Regions from separate parts of the Sus scrofa genome. Here region 2 is linked to region 1. Evidence: chromatin contacts called from public HiChIP or PLAC-seq data. All regions are on one chromosome and are shown on one strand. The core of a region is the stretch at or near the end of the contact, and the rest is flanking DNA. Distances in the headings are between cores, read along the strand shown.

Evidence for each region. HiChIP or PLAC-seq counts read pairs in DNA pulled down with a chosen protein or histone mark.
Region 2: an H3K27ac HiChIP or PLAC-seq map of alveolar macrophages shows a contact between it and region 1. The contact joins two enhancer-like sites. A contact is called at or near these places in 2 of 5 promoter capture datasets (fetal liver and liver), 16 of 47 Hi-C or Micro-C datasets (alveolar macrophages, blood, embryonic fibroblasts and 7 more) and 2 of 2 datasets of contacts at active chromatin or transcription factors (alveolar macrophages and skeletal muscle).

The regions. Positions count from the first base shown.
Region 1 is chr14:104,054,576-104,061,213 of Sscrofa11.1, forward strand. The region is part of intron 4 of IDE (insulin-degrading enzyme); the gene reads right to left. Among named protein-coding and RNA genes, the nearest start is that of IDE, 49 kb to the right of the region's middle. Within about 2 kb of position 2,491, at least 2 of the 83 cell types and tissues checked have an H3K27ac peak or open chromatin away from gene starts, as enhancers often do. A contact at or near this core is called in alveolar macrophages, where this site is marked.
Region 2 is chr14:104,090,974-104,097,611 of Sscrofa11.1, forward strand. The region is part of intron 1 of IDE (insulin-degrading enzyme); the gene reads right to left. Among named protein-coding and RNA genes, the nearest start is that of IDE, 12 kb to the right of the region's middle. Within about 2 kb of position 4,193, at least 2 of the 83 cell types and tissues checked have an H3K27ac peak or open chromatin away from gene starts, as enhancers often do. A contact at or near this core is called in alveolar macrophages, where this site is marked.

The DNA of each region.
Region 1 (6,638 bases), core at 1,241-3,740:
CAAGTCAACAAATAACAAACGATGGAGAGCCTGTGGAGAAGAGGGAACCCTTCTTCACTGTTGATGGGAATGTAAATTGGTACAACCACATGACAAACAGTATGGAGGTACCTCAGAAAACTAAATATAGAACCACCTTATGACCCAGCAATCCCACTACTGGGCATATATCAGGACAAAATTTTCATTCAAAAAGATACATGCACCCTTATGTTCATTGTAGCACAATTAACAATAGCCAAGACATGGAAGCAACCTAAATGTCCATCAACAGATGAATGAATTAAGATGTGGTATATAGACACAATGGAATACAACTCTGTCGAAAAAAAGAACAAAACAATGCCATTTGCAGCAACATGGATGGAACTAGAGACTCTCATACTGGAATCTAATATATGGTACAAATGAACCTTTCCACAGAAAAGAAACTCATGGACTTGGAGAACAGACTTGTGGCTGCAAAGGGGTTGGAGGAGGGAGTGGAAGGGACTGGGAGTCTGGGGTTAATAGATGCAAACTATTGCATTTGGAGTAGGTAAGCATTAAGATCCTGCTGTAGAGCACAGGGGACTATATCTAGTTACTTCTGATAGAACATGATGGAGGATAAGGTGAGAAAAAGAATGTGTATATATATGTGTGACTGGATCACTTTGCTGTTCAGTGGAAATTGACAGAACACTGTAAACCGACTACAATGGAAAATATAAAAATCATTTAAAAAAATTAATGAAGCAGGCAGAATAGAACAGTGGTTAAAAGCATCTGCTCATGGCTCCAGCATTCAAAAGCTGAGTGACCCTAAGCAATTTAATTACCTCCCCTAAAGTCTTAGTTCACTCACCTATAAGACAGAAATAATAAGAACATGTACCTACTGAGGATATGATGAGAATTAAGTAATCCATGCAAAGTGCTTAGTACAGAACTCAGTAAAAATTAGTAAGGAGGCAAAGAAAAAGAAGAGATAAAGGGGGGAGTTCCCGTCATGGCTCAGTGGTTAATGAATCCGACTAGGAACCATGAGGTTGCGGGTTCGACCCCTGGTCTCCGGCGTTGCCATAAGCTGTGGTGTCGGTGGCAGATGCAGCTCAGATCCTGAGTTGCTGTGGCTGTGGCTTTAGATCCAATTGATCCCTAGCCTGGGAACCTCCAGATGCCACTGGTGCAGTCCTAGAAAAGACAAAAAAAAAAAAAAAAAGAGAGAGAGAGAGACAGAGATAACGGTCCTGGAAAATTAAATATGAGATTATACTCCAGTGAAATCCTGGGTTTGCCTGGCCTCTCCAACTAAACCAGAAGCACCCTGAATACAAAAACACTTTGCTTTTTTTTTTTTTTTTTGTCTTTTTAGGGCCGCACCAGAAGCATATAGAGGTTCCCAGGCTAGGGGTAGAATTGGAGCTGCAGTTGCCAGCATATGTCACAGCCACAGCAACATGGGATCCGAGTCGAGTCTGTGACCTACACCACAGCTCAGGGCAACACTGGATCCTTAACCCACTGAGTGAGGCCAGGGATCGAACCTTCTTCCTCATGGATGCTAGCTGGGTTCGTTAACCACAGGGTCACGATGGGAACTTTTTCTTTGCATTTTCTAATGCACTTTACAAGCATAGGACCTTTAAAAAATTGTCAACTGAGGAGTTCCTGTCGTGGTTCAGTGGTTAATGAATCCGACTAGGAACCATGAGGTTGGGGGTTCGATCCCTGGCCTTGCTCAGTGGGTTAAGGATCCGGCGTTGCTGTGAGCTGTGGTGTAGGTCGCAGACGAGGCTCAGATCCTGTGTTGCTGTGGCTCTGGTGTACATCGGTGGCTACAGCTCCGATTAGACCTCTAGCATGGGAACTTCCATATGCCGTGGGTGCGGCCCTAGAAAAGACAAAAAAAAAAGACAAAAAAAAAAATTACTTGTCAACTGAGAAAGAAAGATAACCTGAACATACTTATAACACCTATTCAGATTTCTACAATCCTGTGATTAAATGCTAGAAAGCAGAAATGTTGCATAACAATAAAGAAAAATGTCACCATATCTAGATACAGCGCCACCCTCTATTTCCATATGCCCTCCCACTCTGCCTTTCATTCCACTGATACATCAAGGAGTGCCTGTTTTTTTTGTTTTTTTTTTGTTTTCCCTCACCCACACCCTGACTTCCTTCTTTTATTTCCTTCTCCAATGACTAAACCCATTCGCTCCCACAGGGTCTGTGGGGTTATGTTTAGAAAAACAGATCACTAAAGAATAACGAGAACAAAGTTTTCTCTTTCCTGTTCCAAACTACTTTTAAAAATTCAACAACTTCTGCTTTTATTCCACAAAGAGGCAAAAAAGGAAAAAAGGCAACAGGAAAAAAGGCAATGTATCAGGAATTATGGAACTAAAACCAAAGGCATAATAAGTGAGGGATAAATGAGGGGGAAAGAGAATGTGAACATCATGCAGGGGTTCCATTTAAAAAGGGAACAAGAGAATATTTCTCTAGTAACACTGCCTACAGTCAGTTCATCAAACCCACGGGCTCTTCCAGCAGCCCTGTCCTCCTCATCTTTCATGGCAAGGACCTTATCAAAGTTTTGCCCCTCCTCCACAGCTACCAATTCTCTATTATATCATTATTACAAAGACTACTATCATTTGCTGAGCACCATTATGACCAGACTCTTGGCTAACTATTCACAAGCACAACCTCCTTTAGCCCTCACACCAACCCGATATGGGAGGACACTGAGGCTTACGGAAGTTAAGAAGCTGGCCCAGAGTCTCTCAGTTGGTCAGTGGTAGAGCGAAGATTCAAAGTCAGCCCTGCTGAACTTCAGAGGCCAAGCTTAAGGTCACCGAAGCCTATGGTAGTGAGAAGTGGGATCCTGGCTGAAGGCTGAGGCTAGGAGGATCATACAGGGAGTCAATGAAGATGTGTGTTTAGAAACAGATGTAGCATAGAATATCTACAAAAATGACTTTCAAAGTAAATGATTCAAATGCTGGAGAGGGTGTGGAGAAAAGGGAACCCTCCTTCACTTATTTCTCTAGTGAGCTGTTTAATCTTTTACTTATTTCTTTATAGAAGTTTTTATCAGCTAAATGTTTTGCAAATATCTTCACTGGGGATAGGTTTGTCTTTTGTGTTTGTGTTTCTACTGAACGGAAATTTTAAGTTTTGATGAAGTCAATTTATCTTTATCTCCAGAAGATACGGTTTATGCTATGTGTGCTTGAGAACCATTTCCTATCTCAAGACTTTAAAACCTCTCATGTATTTTCATAGTTGCATAGCTTTATTTCCATAATTAGGTCCAATCAACCTGGAATTTATTTCTGTGCATGGTGTGAGATGATATCTAATTTTACTTATTTCTATATGAACTAATTGCCCCTGCATCAGTTATTAAAAGGTCTATCCTTTCCTTACTCAGATGTAATGTACCTCTGTCTTATGTCAAGTTTTCCTACATTTGTGGGTATGTTTCTAGGGCCTATAATCTGTTCTACTCTCAGCTTCAAGTATCTTTGCACAAATTCCACTCCTTGTAACAACTAAAGTTGTAGTGTCTGGTAGAAGTAGTCCCTTCTTTTTTGTTCTTCAAAATCATCTTAGCTATTCTTGGCCCTTTACTCTTTCTTATTAATTTTATAATCAGATTATCAATTACCAAAAAAAAACCACTTATTTTTGCAGCATCAGCATCAGGGGCATACAATGTCTGGTTTCCTGTCTGGTTTTGCTGTTGCATCCAAGCTTAGTGCATCACCTCTCTAAACTCTGTTATTTTTTTCTCATGTTGATTTGCTTGAATATTCCTGTTAAAAAAAAAAAACAACTCCTTTTCTTGGAAATGCAGGGCTTTCAAATGGCTCTGCATTTGGATAAATTCAGAGTGAACTATGCTATACTGAGTTTACTCATTCGTGAACGTGGTTTATTTCCCCATGTACTCAGGCATTGTTTTATATCCTATGTATGTATGCATTTATGTACGTATTTATTTAACTCGGGATCCAAGCCGAGTCTGCGACCTACACCACAGCTCATGGCAATGCCAGATCCTTAACCCACTGAGCAAGGCCAGGGATCAAACCTGCAATCTCATGGTTCCTACCCGGATTCGCTAACCACTGAGCCTTGACAGGAACTCCTATATCCATTATATATTTCTTGCTCTTTTGTTATTCCTAAATACCTTTTAGCTGTTTTTATATTGTGAATGAAATAATTTTTTTCTGTAGCATTTTTTGAATTGATTACTATTGATACAAGAATGCAATTTTAGTGTTTCTCTTCTTTTGGCGACCTCGGTGAATTATCATTATTAATAACTGCTCTGAAGATTTCTTGAATTTTTTTCATGCAATTGTATAGGTAAAAAAGAAAAGTTTCCTTTTCCTTCTTTTAAACCTCTTATATTTTTTCCCTTGACTTCCTGCTATGACTAGCACCTACAACACAGCTGAACAAAAAAAGTGATTAGAGTGTATTTTTGTTCTGGTTTTGCCTTTCAATGGAAATCCTTTTGAAATATCAGAATTAATCATGATATTTGACACAGGTTTTTAACAGCTCAACAGTTTTTTTGTTGTTCGGCTCATGAATGAGTTTTATCAAATGCTTTTCCTGAGGCTACTGAAATGACTGCCTATTACTATTACTATTTTGCTTTTTAAGGGCCGCACACACAGCATATGGAAGTTCCCAGGCTAGGGGTTGAATCAGAGCTATAGCTGCGGGCCCACACCATAGCCACTGTAATGTGGGATCCAGGACATGTCTATACCACAGCTCACAGCAACACCAGCAAATCCTTAACCCACTGAGCCAGGCCAGAGATTTAACCCACATCCTCATGGATATTAGTCGGGTTCATGACTACTGAGCCACGGTGGGAACTCCTGCCTATTATTTTGGATTACTTAAACTGTGGGTTGGGACCCACTTGATTATAACTAAGTAAAGCTAATGTACTGGTAGACCAGAATTAAAAAAAAAAAAAAGAGAATGTAACAGAGGGTAGCAGACTACATCCCAAGGTGTAAGATAGATACTGTTTGGTAGAACTTTTGTTTCAGCTGCTTACACCAACACACAGATATGTTCTTTCAGTTGCTAAGTAAAACATGCTTCAGGGTTCCTGCTGTGGCTCAGTGGGTTAAGAATTAGACTGCAGTGGCTCAGGTTGTTGCAGAGGTGCGGGTTCAATGCCTGGCCCAGGGCAGTGGGTTAAAGGATCTGGCGTTGCCGCAGCTGCACGGAGGGCACAGCTATGGCTAGGAGTCAATCCCTGGCCCATATTCAATCCCTGGGAATGCCCATATGCTGTGGATGCAGCCACTAAATTTAAAAAAAAAAAATTTTTTTTTTTTGTCTTTTTGCTTTTTATGGGGCTGCACCCGTGGCATATGGAGGTTCCCAGGCTAGGGGTCAAATCAGAGCTGTAGCTGCCGGCCTACGCCAGAGCCACAGCAACTTGGGATCTGAGCCCCATCTGAGACCTACACCACAGCTCACAGCAACACTGGATCCTTAAAGAGGCCAGGGATTGAACCCGCAACCTCATGGTTCCTAGAAAAAAATTTTTTAAAAAACCAAAAAAACATGTTTCTTACTGTGGGTTGTATAAAGAAAAGTTTGAAAGTCACTATACTATTTTTGAAACATGAAAAATTACCATTAAGGACAAACTTTTTATCTTAAGGTTTTCTTAAAAATAAAGAACACAAGGCTTGGTCTACGTTCATTTAAAAGTACTCAGATTCTCCTTACATTAAATAATAATAATATTACGAAAATAATATTTTAAATATTTTAATGTTAAGTAAATAATAAATCATAATCCCTTGATGGACAAAATGGGCCACACTCACAGAAATACCTGAAGTTGCTAAAAAATAACGGAAATTAAATGTGAATTTCTGACGATTCTTCTGCAAGAATAACTCTTATAAAATTTTATGTGTGTAATTTCTAGGACGAGTATACAGGTTTCGTCATATTTTCAAATGTATCTGTGACCTTAACAATGGACAGAACCTCTGTTCCAAAAAGTTCAATGTTACTTTATATTTTTTAAATTAGTAAGTGACTTGGCATTTGCACTACTTATATCACATTTTCTGTACTTTTGTACTGAGTATAGCTAACTCATCTCTGGGTTGTTTATATTAATTCATACTCTGCTGACTAACTGCTTAGCCTAATGGTTATAAAAACAAATATGCTCTCAAACTCCACCCATACACACGTGACATTCAATGTTTCTCTTTGCCCATCACTCCTGAAACCTTCCTGTAGGACATTTTAAGATTGTTCTTTGTAACCAGAAGTAATACTGCTCATTCATTGGGTTTATTTCTGGAAAACTGTGGGTGCCTCCTAATTATGCTGATTGTGATTTATCACCAATGGGATTATTTATTTATTTTGTCTTTTTAGGGCATATGGAAGTTCCCAGGTAGGGGCTGAATCAGAGCAGCAGCTGTCAGCCTACACCACAGCCACAGTAACGCCAAATCCAAGTTGCATCTGCCACCTACACCACAGCTCATGGCAAAGCCAGGTCCTTTTTTTTTTTTTTTTTTTTTTATCTTTTTGCCATTTCTTGGACCGCTCCCACAGCATATAGAGGTTCCCAGGCT
Region 2 (6,638 bases), core at 2,943-5,442, 38 kb after region 1:
GCGCCACAGCAAAACTGGATCTGAGCCACAACTGTGACCTAGACCTCAGCTTACAGCAAATGCCGGATCCTTAACCCACTGAGCAATGACAGGGATAGAACCCATATCCTGAACCCACTGAGCCACAACAAGAACTGCATTAATTTCTTGTTCTTAATAATTATGCAATGTTTAAGTGTATTGTTTCTGCAACTGTCTTCTAAGTCTAAGATTAGTTCAAAACAAAATTTGGCCTCACCTGCGGCATTTGGAAGTTCCTCAACCAGGGATGGAACCTGCACCACAGCAGTGATTTGAGCCACAGCAGTGACTCACTAAGCCATGAGGGAACTCCAATGAAAAGCTTTTTAAAAATTAAAAATACATCTGTATCCAGACCCTCTACATCATCAAAAATAAAAAAGTTAATGCAAAGTTAGGTCTTTTTACAAACTCCATTTACAAATGTTAGGGTAGTTAACATAAAGGCTAGATATACCCCTGTTTCTGAGTGGGTGAGGAGAGCAGAACTGCTCTTGGTAGCCCAGCAACGTAGTTAGGCCTAATCAGGGTTAAGGAGGCATCATGCATACCTTTGAGGAAACAGCCTCAAGCAAGGTGTCAAAGCTCTAACACAATAAAAAGGGCAATGACTCCTGGGACAGCCAACACGGAGTAGTGGTACCCAGGAAGCACCTCAAAGGGCCTGGGGGCGGGGAGCAGGGGGAGAGGGGACAGCAATGATGAGATGTTAGTTACATTAAGGGGGATGGATTAAATAAGTATATTTATCAAGGATAGTAAGAACCAGGGTCCTCACTATCAAGCAAAGAATTATAAACATGGAAAGGAAAAAAGCTAAAATGTACCTTGTAGTTCCTGACTGGAAATGGAGGTTATCTGTGTGATTCATGGTTTTCAATATATAACTATAGGCAGATTGGAAATAAATATAGATGTTAACATGTGTCTCTGTATAGCATACGTATATCTATGTACCCCTATCTATAATAAATACCTATTTACATACATATATTTCTAGCTCTGTCTAGTAAGAGGGCCTAGAAGTAGCTATCCTCCTCTTTCTCCCCAAATAGCAATGAGTTACATTAAGTATCTAAAACTTGGTTTCTAAATTTTTTTTTGGCTTTTTTGGGTTGCACCTGTGGCTAGGGGTTGAATCGGAGCTGCAGCTCCTGGCCTGTGCCACAGCCACAGCAACACCAGATCCCAGCCATGTCTGTGACCTACACCACCGCTCACGGCAATGCCAGATCCTTAACCCACTGAGTGAGGCCAGGGATTGAATGCACATCCTCATGGATACTAGTTAGGTTCATTACCACTGAGCCACAATGGGAACTCCTGGTTTCTAAATTTTAATCTCCACTAGGGTTCCTTGGAGACATGGTTGATTCCAGGACTGGATCAGGGCAATGAGAGGATGAGCCTGGAACATCTTGCTGTACCAAAAAATAAGAAAATACTAAAAGGAGGATGGGGAGTTCCTGTCGTGGCACAGTGGTTAACGAATCCAGCTAGGAACCATGAGGTTTCGGGTTCGGTCCCTGCCCTTGCTCAGTGGGTTAACGATCCGGCGTTGCCGTGAGCTGTGGTGTAGGTTGCAGACGCGGCTCGGATCCCGCGTTGCTGTGGCTCTGGCGTAGGCCGGTGGCTGCAGCTCCGATTCAACCCCTAGCCTGGGAACCTCCATATGCCGAGGGAGCGGCCCAAGAAATAGCTAAAAAGACAAAAAAAAAAAAAAAAAAAAAAAAAAAAGGAGGATGGGTGTTAAATGGATACAGGAGCCAGCTTAAGAGGGACAGCCCGTCCGAGACAACTTGAGCTTAAGATTAAATAATGATAGTAACAGATTAAAATTGTTTAAATAAAACAGTATATCCTAAGTCCAACTGATATAAATAAGTTAAAAGTTTGAGGAGGAACATTATATTTATGTAGTTTTAAAGTATCCCCCTGAAGATGCTTACAACAAAGAAAAAAGAGTATCTTTACAGTGGAAAAGCCTGAGACGAACTACCTTAAAGTAATCAAAGTAATTATAACCAATAAAGGACAAATCAAAACTGAGTGCCAACTGATAGGATAATGAAAATATAGATAACATTGATTTAGTGATATTTCTCCCAAAGCTGGGTAACCTGCATTCAGTAATCAAATAGTGTGGTCTGGATAAAGTCAGACTTACATATTAATGGAACAGATTAAAAGTTCGGAAAAAACTCTCACCTTTATAATCATTAATTCTGACAAGATCTCCTGGATTCCTCCATCTGCCCCCCACCCCAATACCCAAGCAAAACTGAAAAATCTTTTTTTTTTTTTTTTTTTTTTGCCTTTTCTTGGGCCACTCCTGTGGCATATGGAGGTTCCCAGGCTAGGGATCCAATCGGAGCTGTAGCCGCCAGCCTACGCCAGAGCCACAGCAACGCGGGATCCGAACCGTATCTGCAACCTACACCACAGCTCATGGCGACACTGGATCCTTAACCCACTGAGCAAGGCCAGGAATCAAACCCGCGACCTCATGGTTCCTAGTCGGATTCGTTAACCACTGTGTCACGACGAGAACTCCTGAAAAATCTTCTTTCTACCTGACTTCTGCAGACACTCTCCTTGATTCTTTGTCAATCTCTGCCTGCATTTCAACTGTATTTCAAAAAGCAGATTAGTCATCCAAAAACACAACTTACGTATGTCATTCTGCTACTCAAAAGGTATCTGAGGCTCTCGACTTCTTCAGGATAAAATCTCACTTCTTCTTGATTATAGTCTGAATTGCCCTGCTTCTGAGCCTTTGCTATTACCATTACTTCCATCTGAAATACTCTCTCTTCCCCTTCTCTGTTCATCCAAATTTTACATTTCCTTCGAAAACATTTGCTCAGGAGTTCCCGTCGTGGCGCAGTGGTTAACGAATCCGACTAGGAACTATGAGGTTGTGGGTTCGATCCCTGGCATTGCTCAGTGGGTTAAGGATCCGGTGTGGCCATGAGCTGTGGTGTAGGTTGCAGATGTGGCTCGGATCCTGCATTGCTATGGCTCTGGTGTAGGCCGGTGGTTACAGCTCCGATTAGACCCCTAGCCTGGGAATCTCCATGTGCCATAGGAGCAGCCCCAGAAAAAGGCAAAAAGACAAAAAAAAAAAAAAAAAAAAAAAATTTGTTCAAATACTGTATTTTCTGTGAAGCCCCCCTGTAGAGGAGCATCTGAACAGAGAGCAAACACTGCAAATAATCTGAGCAATACCGAGTCAAGCAAGGAGACCAGTGGGACTGGATAGAAGAGAGTATTTTGGAAACAAGATCAGAGAGAGAGGTAAGGAAAGGCCAGAGCCCAAAGAGCCTCCCTGACCATTATAAGGGCTTTAAGTCTGAGCAAAACAGGGATCAACTGCAAGGTATTCAATATTCCGAAGCCAAGATCTGGGACTTGGATTTCAGAAAGATCATGCTGTCAGCGGTGACAAGAACATGCTGAGTTGTATGAGTTCTCTGTATAACTCTATCAGATTTATCATTTCACTGCAGCATGATTTACACTAGTCAAGTTATGGAAGTAACCTAAGTGCACTTTAATAGATGAATAAAGAATATGTCATATATTATATATACATAAAATCACACAATGGAATACTGCTCAAACATAAAAAAGAATAAAATTTTGTCATTTGCAACAACATAGATGGACCTATAGGGTGTTATGTTAAAAACAGAATCACAGGGAGTTCCCATCGTGGCTCAGGGGAAACGAATCTGACTAGTTATCCACGAGGATGCAGGTTCGATCCCTGGCCTACTCAGTGGGTTAAGGATCCAGTGTTGCTGTGAGCTGTGGTGCAGGTCGCAGACGCAGCTCGGATCCCTTGTTGCTGTGGCTGTGGTGTAGGCCAGCGGCTACAGCTCTGATTTGACCCCTAGCCTGGGAACCTCCATATGCTATGGATGTGGCCCTAAAGAGACAAAAAAAAATTAAATTAAAATTTAAAAAAAAATCATAGATACAGAGAATAAACATGTGGCTGCCATTGGGGAAAGGACTGAGGGGAAGAAAGAAATAGGTGAGGGAGATGAAGAGGTTCAAAATAAATGAGTTGCAAAATAAATGAGTCATGGGTATGAAATATATAGTACAGGGATTCAACAATTATGTAATATCTTTGTATGATGAGATGATAACCAGACTTACCATGGTGATCATTTTGAAACATACAGAAATATCAAATTGCTATGTTGTGTAACAGGAACTAACATAGTGTTGTAAGTCAATTATACTTCAAAAACAAATAAAAAAACACAGAAAAAGAGATCAGAGGAGCTCCTGCTGTAGTGCAGTGGGTTAAGAATCCAAATGCAGCAGCTTGGGTTGCCGGGGAGACATGGGTTCCATCCAGGCCCTGTGCAGTGGGTTAAAAGGATCGGGTATTGCTGCAGCTGTGGCTCAAGTTCAATCCCTGGCCCAGGAATTTCCACATGCCATGGGTATGGCCATTGAAAAACAAAAATACAATAAATTTTAGCATGATTTTAAAAAAAAGAGAGATCAGGGAGTTGCCATTGTGGCTCAGTGGTAACAAATCCATCTAGTATCCACGAGGATGTGGGTTCAATCCCTGGCCTCACTCAGTGGGTTAAGGACCCAGTGTTGCCTTGAGCTATGGTGTAGGTTGCAGACACAGCTCTAATCACAAGTTGATGCGGCCATGGTGTAGGCCAGCAACTACAATTTGACCCCTAGCCTGCGAGTTTTCATATGTTGTTGGTGTAGCACTCCTCACCCCACTCACCCCCCAAAAAAAGAGAAAGAGAGATCAGAGTTGTGGTTACCAGAAGAAGAGGGATGTGGGAAGGGAGAACTGGATGAAGGCAGTCAAAGGTACAAACTTACAAACTTCCAGTTATGGGATAAATAAGTACTAGGAGTGTAATGTACAACATGATATAGTTAACACTGTTCTATGTTATATATGAAAGTCATTGAGAGTAAATCCTAAGAGTTTTCATCACAAGGAAAAAAATTTTTTTTCTATTTCTTTAGTTGTGTATCTATATGAGATGATGGATGTTCTGCAAATTTACTGTAGTAATCACTTCATGATGTTTGTCAGTCAAATCAATATGCTGTATACCTAGGACTTATACCCTGCTGTATGTCAATTATATCTCATTAAAACTGCAAGAAAACAAATAAATTGAAATCTGCAATGAACAATCAAAAGGAAGGAAGGAGGGAAAAGAAGAAAAGTTGTGTCTTTTTTAATCTAAGTTCTGCAAAGGATCTCTTCAAAAGTTTGTTGATTTAACCATGTGTTAATCTGTAAAATCATTTAATTCTTTCCTACTTAGAATCATACAATTATAGGAGTGCCCGTGGTGGCACAGCAGAAACAACACGACTAGGAACCATGAGGTTGCAGGTTCAATCCCTGGCCTCACTCAGTGGATTAAGTAAGGATCCAGCATTGCCGTAAGCTGTGGTGTGGGTCGCAGACTCGGCTCAGATCTGGCATGGCTGTGGCCAGCAACTGTAGTTCCAATTAGACCTCTAGCCTGGGAACCTCCATATGCCATGGGTGCGGTCCTAAAAAGACAAAAAAAAAAAAAAAAGATCCTACAATTCTAGAGCTGGATGGAGGAACAGAAGTCATTCATATATCTCTCACAATTTTGCAGATTTATTCTACAAATGTGTTGATCATACTAAAACTCAGATCTACACCTGTTTAGGAAATAGAAGATCTTTTTTTTTTTTTTTTTAATAGCTGCACCTGTGGCATATGGAAGGTCCATGGCTAGGGGTCAAATTGGACCTGTAGCTGCAGGCCTACACCACAGCCACAGCAAAACTGCAACACTGGATCTGAGCCACATCTGTGAGCTATGCCACAGCTTATGGCAACACCACATCCTTAACCCACTAAGACAAGCAAGGGAAAAGAGGAGTTTCTGTCGTGTCTCCATGGCTTACCAACCCATCTAGTATCCATGAGAATGCAGGTTTGATCCCTGGTCTCAGTGGATTGAGGATCCGGCATTGCCTCGAGCTGCAGTGTAGGCTGCAAATGCGGCTTGGAACTTATATTGCTATGGCTGTGGTGTAGGCCAGCAGCTGTAGCTCCAATTAGACCCTTAGCCTGGGAACTTGCATATGCTGCAGGTGCAGCCCTAAAAAGCAAAAAAAAAGAAAGAGAGAAATCAAGGAATAACAGTATAGCATATTATCCGGAAATATTAAAATAAATTTCAAAATAAATTGTTCAGGGAGTTCCCGTGGTGGTGCAGCAGAATCAATACGACTAGGAACCATGAGGTTGCAGGTTCGATCCCTGGCCTTGCTCAGTGGGTTAAGGATCCTGCGTTGCCATGAGCAATGGTGTAGGTGGCAGACACAGCTTGGATCCCGCATTGCTGTGGCTGTGGCATAGGCCAGAAGCTACAGCTCCAATTAGACCCCTAGCCTGGGAACCTCCATGTGTCTCAGGTGAGGTCCTAAAAAGACAAAAAGACCAAAAAAATAAATGAATAAAAATTAAATAAAATACAATTGATTTGCAATGTGCCAATTTCTGCTGTATTGCAAAGTAACTCAGTCATACATATATACACATTCTTTTTTTATATCATAACCTGAACTTGAGA